Regions from separate parts of the Arabidopsis thaliana genome. Here region 1 is linked to region 2. The links are chromatin contacts, called in public ChIA-PET maps. All regions are on one chromosome and are shown on one strand. The core of a region is the stretch at or near the end of the contact, and the rest is flanking DNA. Distances in the headings are between cores, read along the strand shown.

Region 1 (3,954 bases), core at 774-3,273, 76 kb before region 2:
CTCCTCCGAAACTCCTTGACCACTCTGCTACCACTGATAAGTCCCTTTTTCTTCTTTTTTTTAATAATAAATCCCTCTTCAAAACCAAAGAGATGTGTTTTGTGTAACACAAGAACAAAATAACCAAAGAAATAAACTATATTTTGTCCAATTTTCAAGTCTGATTCATGATAATGAATTCATGTCTTTATACACAAATGAAGCAAAGTGGATCGATCACCAATCCTAGAAACAAGGAACATAATCCACAAATTGGGAAAATGTAAACGTGGAGATTGATCTCCTTAAAACTGAGGGATACACTAAAGGTTTGTTTCTTCTTTTCTCCTTGACCAAGTCTTTCCTGGTTTATCATGGTTACGATCTTATCACTCTTAGGATTTTAACTATTTTCCTAGGCATGACTACAATTACGATTAAAATAAGCTTATGACTTATTTGATGATTACAATGCATTTAATACTGTTGGCAAAATCTTACGTATCATCCGACTTTTTTTGTTGTTTTTAATAAGATGAAAAGTATATAGTAGAATTTTTTATATGCGATATTATTTACTTTTTAAAAAATCTGTATCCGAATATTCAATATTTATCTTTGCATTACAAAAAGGGGAAAAATGTTGTTTTATACGCGAGCTTTCAAAAAGTGGCCATTTAATACGTGAACTTTGTGTAAAGTCAAATAAAACATGATAAAAACGTTGACTGGCCATTTCACACAAATGTTATCGTTGACCAGGCCAAAATCCCCACAACGTTATCTTGCATTGACGGACCCGATAATTTCGTTAGCACACGTTAACTAGATCCGTTAATATCCAAAACGACGTCGTGTCATTGAAATCGAAATATCAAAAATCCCAAATCAATTTAGAAATCCCCAAAATTCAAAAACTAAATCCATAATGTCATGACCCGACTCGTCAATTGATTCTTTTTTCTTGGTGTTACAGTGTTGGCTAATCCGAAATCAGCTAATTTTAAAACTCCTTTGTTATTCACCTGAACGTTTGCGTCTTTAATGTCTCTGTGCATAATCCCGGGTATGACAATGTTCTACTCCCCATAACAGTTGCTTCATAACATTTGATTTGAAAACAAAATTAAGGTTTGTCAGAATAAAGAAATGTAGTCACTTGCAGGAGAGGTTATGGTTTTGTGTGTGTGTGTATCTCTCTTGCATGTGCCTCCGTGAATGTGATGTCGGGAGATAAACATAAGCCTTCGAGATCGTGCTCCATGTAATCAAACACAAAGTACATGTTGTTTGAATTTCTGATGCGATAATCCCTTCAGTTTTAGAATGTTGGGATGATCTAATCTTCTTAAAATCATGATTTCTCTGGCTATGAATCTTATATTTTCTGCTTCAAAATTTTGGACCTGTAGTTTGGCCAAATAGGAATTAGGGATTTGGCTTTTGATTTGGGATTTTTGATATTTCGATTGCAATGAAACGACGTCGTTTTGGATATTAACGGATCTAGTTAACGTGTGCTAACGGAATTATCGGGTCCGTTAATGCAAGATAACGTCGTGGAGATTTTGGCCTGGTCAACGATAACATTTGTGTGAAATGGCCAGTCAACGTTTTTATCATGTTTTATTTGGCCTTACAAAAAATTCACGTATTAAATGGCCATTTTTAAAAGTTCGCGTATAAAACGACATTTTTCCCTTACAAAAACTAATAGTCAAAATTGTATCTTTTTAAGGTTTTAACCATACAGTTAATCGTGCAGTTAACGTACGGTTAACTACTGTTTTGGTACATTTACAGTTAATTAATGGTTACGAGGAAAATATTTTTTAAACCGTAACTATTTTATTTTACGGTTAACAATTACGATTTTTAACAATTTTATACGGTTATAGTTAAGTTTTGGTCATGTCTATATTTTTCTCACCACTAACAAAGTTAATAATACATTTTTGTCCAAAAATAAATAAATAATAAATTATGTTTTTATCGAAAAAATAAAAATTAAATAATTTCTTAATTTATTCGCAAAAACATATGCACATATATCACATTAAGTAGTGAAAAAAAATATCCCAGTTTGTGTGGGGTTGTAGTTGTAACCATAAAATTCAAATTAACCCAAGTATTTCGGGTTGTACCCATTTTCGTATTCCACGTCAGCACATCCGCATTATCTCCAGAACCAAAGATTCTCAACCTTACACTGGAATCGATCACAGAGTTCACGATATTTTGGTTCACAAAAAACAGAGCAGAGAGATTGTGATGACGACAGTGACCACCAGCTTCGTCTCTTTCTCGCCGGCATTGATGATTTTTCAGAAGAAATCACGACGATCCTCTCCAAATTTCCGCAATCGATCCACGTCTCTTCCCATAGTTTCAGCAACATTAAGCCACATAGAAGAAGCAGCCACAACAACAAATCTCATTCGACAGACGAATTCCATTTCGGAATCGTTGCGTAACATTTCTCTAGCAGATTTAGATCCAGGAACAGCGAAGCTCGCTATTGGTATCTTAGGTCCAGCTTTATCAGCTTTTGGATTTCTATTCATTTTGAGAATCGTTATGTCTTGGTACCCGAAACTTCCCGTTGACAAGTTTCCGTACGTTTTAGCTTACGCTCCGACAGAACCAATCCTTGTTCAGACAAGGAAAGTGATTCCACCACTTGCAGGTGTTGATGTTACTCCTGTGGTTTGGTTTGGGCTTGTGAGTTTCCTTAGTGAGATTTTGGTTGGTCCTCAAGGACTTCTTGTTCTTGTTTCTCAACAACAAGTTAATTAGCTAAGAATTGAATCATTTTGTTCTCATTATAGAGAAGTCTCCTTGTAGCATACAATGTTCCTACATTACTCGCAAATATGATTGTTTGGCTCTAACATTCTTCTTGCGTCATACCGATCACTATTCATGTCTAGGCTGTTCGTTTCGTCGCCGCAGGTAGTTGCGGCTGCGGCAGACGCATATGAAATTGTTCGTTTTGTTGCCGCCAGTACTTGCGGTAAGACGCGGCGGCAAACACAGCATTTTGCGGTGAATAATTTTAATCGCCGATTAAATCCAGCATCCGCTTATCCAAAACCTGTGATTAATAATAAAATTAAAATGACATAAATACCCTTAACACATTTAGGAAATCACAAGAGAACCTAATACACATCACCATCTAAAACCTTACTCTTCTCTCTTTAACGCGATTTCGATCTGAAGAAGAGATGGGATAACAAAGTAAGCTTGGTGATTTTGAAGTAATGGGTTTAGTTTTTGAAGTTCTCTTCTTGACCCTTAAGAGCTTTTGAAGTTCTCTGTTTGAATCGTCTTCTTCGATTTCACTTGCGGCAGCGGCGACGAAACGAACATATGCACCTGCGGCAATGGCAGCGGTAGAGTTTGCTACCGCCGCTGCCGCCTGCGGTGATGAAACGAACAGACTAATTATAATCGAGTCGAGATTCTTCAAAGCTATATATTGATGACAAAGTTATTTGTAAGAAAATAGAAGAACCCCAGTTGCGACTTTGAAGAGCTATTCATCTAGCGAACGGACACCGTATGAAGAAAATTGCATCGAAAACTAAAAGATAACACTAATGTGTACAATTGTCCCACAAAATATACAACCCAATATGTAAACTTATTTATCCCTCCAAGACCTTGTAGTCTTGGTGTTATCAAGACAAGCTATGTTATATCGATAAGAAGAGATTCTAGTTTGCGAAGAAAGTGAGCGGATTTTTTATTATTATTATCCATGAATCAACAAATACAATGAAGACTTGAGACCAATACACTAGGATATTGGACTAACGTAGCACCAACTAGTGATCCATATCAAGTTTCAAACTAGACTCAAGATTGAGGAAAAATTCTTATAGGGAGACCTTTGTCTGGTATTGGTAAGGGATCAACAACTATTTTATTTTCATTTGGAAACACTTTTTCCCACTTAAATCTATTAACAAG
Region 2 (3,676 bases), core at 130-2,629:
GGATCTTTTCTTCGGGAGACGCTTAGTTGTCTTTCTCAAGTGATCTTCTCTGCCACATGTTGCTTCACCCATTATTCTACATAGGACCAATAATCTTTGGAAAAACAGTTTTTCAAAAACTATAATAATATTCCGTGGGTTACACACACCCCTATATTTAATTTGTAGTACTAAAACGAAGACAAGCTTTTCAGTAAACAACTACTTTCTATTAAGTAACGATTGTAAGATTATAACTCAAACATGATTCAGTTGTTTTTGTTTTACCAATTATATTAAATTTAAACATACCTCTTTGCACGAAGTGAATTTATTATCTGAAATCCAACTTTCGCCGCAAGTGAAAGCATCAGACATTAATCGCCGAGCTATAAAATAGCTATTTTATTGTTTCACAAGAGTCTTCGATCAACCAAAAACAAAAAAATGAGTATTCAAAGTCGCTAAGAAATCGCCAACTCACTATAGATTTACTATTAGAAGTTTAATATGAAGCCAAATATAGTCTTATGAGTAATCCGAAAGCCATGTAATGTTCTATGTAACTAGGGTTAGCAAGATAATAACTTATATATATAGTTATGCATGTAATGAGAATTTTGATTGTAACTTCGAGACATATATATATAGTTATGTAATGAGAACTTTGATTGTAACTTTGAGAGTTATCTCAAAACAACTCTCTTTCTCTTTATTAAAGTATCAATGGAATTATTGTGTTTTTGGTGACAACAAAGTAATCTTTCCTTTTTAAGTTTATTTGAATAATAAACTCTTAATGAACTATCTAATTTCCGGTTTATATTTCTCTTAATAAATTCATTTGAGCATAAACATTATTGCTTTAGAAATATCATCATCTACCTCGTCTCATCATATGATCGGAGAAGAAAAGCGTTTATCTTCGTCCACCAACCCAACTATCGACAATGAAAAGACTTTAATGCAAAAACGGCGAAAACTAAACTCATAGATCTGTTTTTTTAGAGGAGATAGAAGATAGAGAATGATGGAACGATTGTTTTTTTTAAACTAAATTTTTGTGAGATTTTAAATAAAAATAATCTTAATTAGTTCAAAATTAAGGTCGAAAAAATTTCGTGTAGTATTTCAAATGTGCTATATGAATGATGTAGCTTGTAAAATCCACAGATCAGTTGGATGCATTCTACCGATCCATTCGATCAATTCTAAAATCCAACTTAAAGGGTCTCCAAAGAAGAATCTAAAAATACAGGGGTATAAGTCAACAAACAAAAATATAAGGATAGGACAGTAATTAAACACGTCACCTGCCCACAAAGAATCAATACTAGCCAATCACAACTCTCCACTACGATCTCTCATCACGACTCTCTCTGTGCTATGTTTGTGACATAAAGTCTCAAAAACAAAATTCGTTTCACCAAAAAATGAAACAAAAATAAAAATATTTCTGAGAACCTCAAGTTTAATTTTGCGGCTTAGATTTAAATTCGTCTCTCAAACTCAAATATCTGAAAAAACCTTTCTCCAATATATAAATAAGTTACACGAGACTTTCAATTTCTCTGTATATTTTCCTTTTGATTCCCAGAAAATGTCACTAGATTCCACTTTCTAGCTTGCGTTTTCTCGGGAATCTGAAGTTTCCTTTTGTGTTGAATCGCTGGGAAAAATCTGATGGAAGCAGCTTCAAGTTTTTTGTGTAGAAGTATTCGGATTCCGTCGACTACTACGGCGACGGCGGCGTTCACGTTCACTCGACCGCCGTTAAACTACGTTTGTGTTGTCGGAGTTCGTGTTTTCCCGACGCGGAAGGTCTTTTGCAGCGGCGTTAATGGCGGCTCCAGTGTTACTAAGAAGAAGCCACGAAGGAAAAGTAACGTTTCCGATAAACTTAGGTTTAAGAAAATTGAGAAGAGGAACGATAATACTGAATCTGAGAGTTTAAGTGTTGTTGAGGAACCGAAGAACGATAAAGAATTGAGTCTTCGAGCTTTGAATCAAAATGGTGATCCATTAGGGCGGAGAGATTTAGGGAGGAACGTAGTGAAGTGGATTAGTCAGGCGATGAAAGCGATGGCTTCGGATTTTGCAACTGCGGAGGTTCAGGGGGAGTTTTCGGAGTTGAGGCAGAACGTCGGATCTGGTTTGACGTTTGTGATTCAAGCTCAACCGTATCTCAATGCTATTCCCATGCCATTAGGTTCTGAAGTCATTTGTTTGAAGGCTTGTACTCATTATCCTACCTTGTTCGATCATTTCCAGAGAGAGTTGCGTGATGTTCTTCAAGACCTGGAGCGGAAGAATATAATGGAGAGTTGGAAGGAGTCTGAGTCTTGGAAGCTGCTCAAGGAGATTGCAAATTCAGGTTTGAATTCTTCGAGTCTAAGTTCTTATTGGTTTATAGTTTGGCTGAAGTTGAACTTTTTGCCTTGTGTGATGTTGTATAGCTCAGCATCGGGAGGTTGCTCGCAAAGCTGCTCAAGCTAAGCCTGTTCAAGGAGTTTTGGGGATGGACTCAGAGAAGGTGAAGGCTATACAGGAAAGGATTGATGAGTTCACCAGCCAGATGTCGCAGTTACTTCAAGTGGAACGAGATACAGAACTGGAAGTTACACAGGAAGAACTAGATGTTGTTCCTACTCCAGATGAGAGCTCTGATTCCTCAAAACCGATTGAGTTCTTGGTTAGGCATGGTGATGCTCCACAGGAACTTTGTGATACAATTTGCAATTTGTATGCAGTTAGTACCTCCACAGGTGAGACTTATAGGCAGATATGCATTTTGTTGTAACTTGTTCTCTTTGAGTTTTCGATGAAATTTGTTGTAATATGTAAGCAATATGCAGGGCTCGGAGGTATGCACTTGGTGTTGTTTAAGGTTGGGGGAAACCACCGTCTTCCTCCTACTACACTTTCCCCTGGTGACATGGTTTGCATAAGAGTTTGTGACAGTAGGGGTGCTGGGGCAACTGCCTGTACGCAGGGCTTTGTTCACAACCTTGGAGAAGATGGGTGTAGCATTGGTGTGGCTCTAGAATCTCGTCATGGAGATCCTACTTTTTCCAAGCTCTTTGGAAAGAGTGTGAGAATTGATCGTATTCATGGGTTGGCCGATGCCCTTACTTACGAGGTATATCTTTGTTCCATATTGGTTAAAGATGCAGTGTTTTATCACAGTAACCTCCATCTTAAATATGCTTGTCATGTCAGTCCCATTATTGCGAGTGTTTGCTCAACTATATTTGATAGTTTACATTATTATATTTTTGCTACCACTCGCTTATTATATAGTCTTTCGTTGCAGCGTAACTGCGAAGCCCTAATGCTTCTGCAGAAGAATGGTCTGCAGAAGAAAAATCCATCAATATCTGTTGTGGCGACTTTATTTGGGGATGGTGAAGATATAACATGGCTGGAGCAAAATGATTATGTAGACTGGAGTGAAGCGGAGTTGAGTGATGAGCCAGTGAGTAAGTTATTTGATTCTTCCCAAAGGAGAGCCATAGCTCTTGGAGTAAACAAAAAAAGACCTGTTATGATAGTCCAAGGACCTCCTGGCACGGGAAAGACTGGAATGCTTAAGGAGGTCATTACCCTGGCTGTTCAACAGGGGGAAAGAGTACTTGTAACAGCGCCTACTAATGCAGCTGTTGATAACATGGTCGAGAAGCTCTTGCATCTTGGACTA

Evidence for each region. ChIA-PET counts read pairs in DNA pulled down with a chosen protein or histone mark.
Region 1: a contact with region 2 is called in an H3K4me3 ChIA-PET map of shoot, with 13 read pairs. The contact joins the promoter of CCB3 here to the promoter of AT5G35970 in region 2.

Annotation. Positions count from the first base shown.
Region 1 is chr5:14,197,500-14,201,453 of TAIR10.1, reverse strand. CCB3 (cofactor assembly, complex C (B6F)) reads left to right here and starts at 2,023. Exons shown (of 1, transcript NM_123003.4): 1 at 2,023-2,868. The coding sequence starts at 2,251. The coding sequence ends at 2,775. It overlaps CYP716A1 (cytochrome P450, family 716, subfamily A, polypeptide 1), which reads right to left. Exons shown (of 4, transcript NM_123002.2): 4 at 3,693-3,954. The coding sequence ends at 3,841.
Region 2 is chr5:14,121,065-14,124,740 of TAIR10.1, reverse strand. It overlaps AT5G35970 (P-loop containing nucleoside triphosphate hydrolases superfamily protein), which reads left to right and starts at 1,379. Exons shown (of 7, transcript NM_122988.5): 1 at 1,379-2,353; 2 at 2,436-2,744; 3 at 2,835-3,118; 4 at 3,293-3,676. The coding sequence starts at 1,663.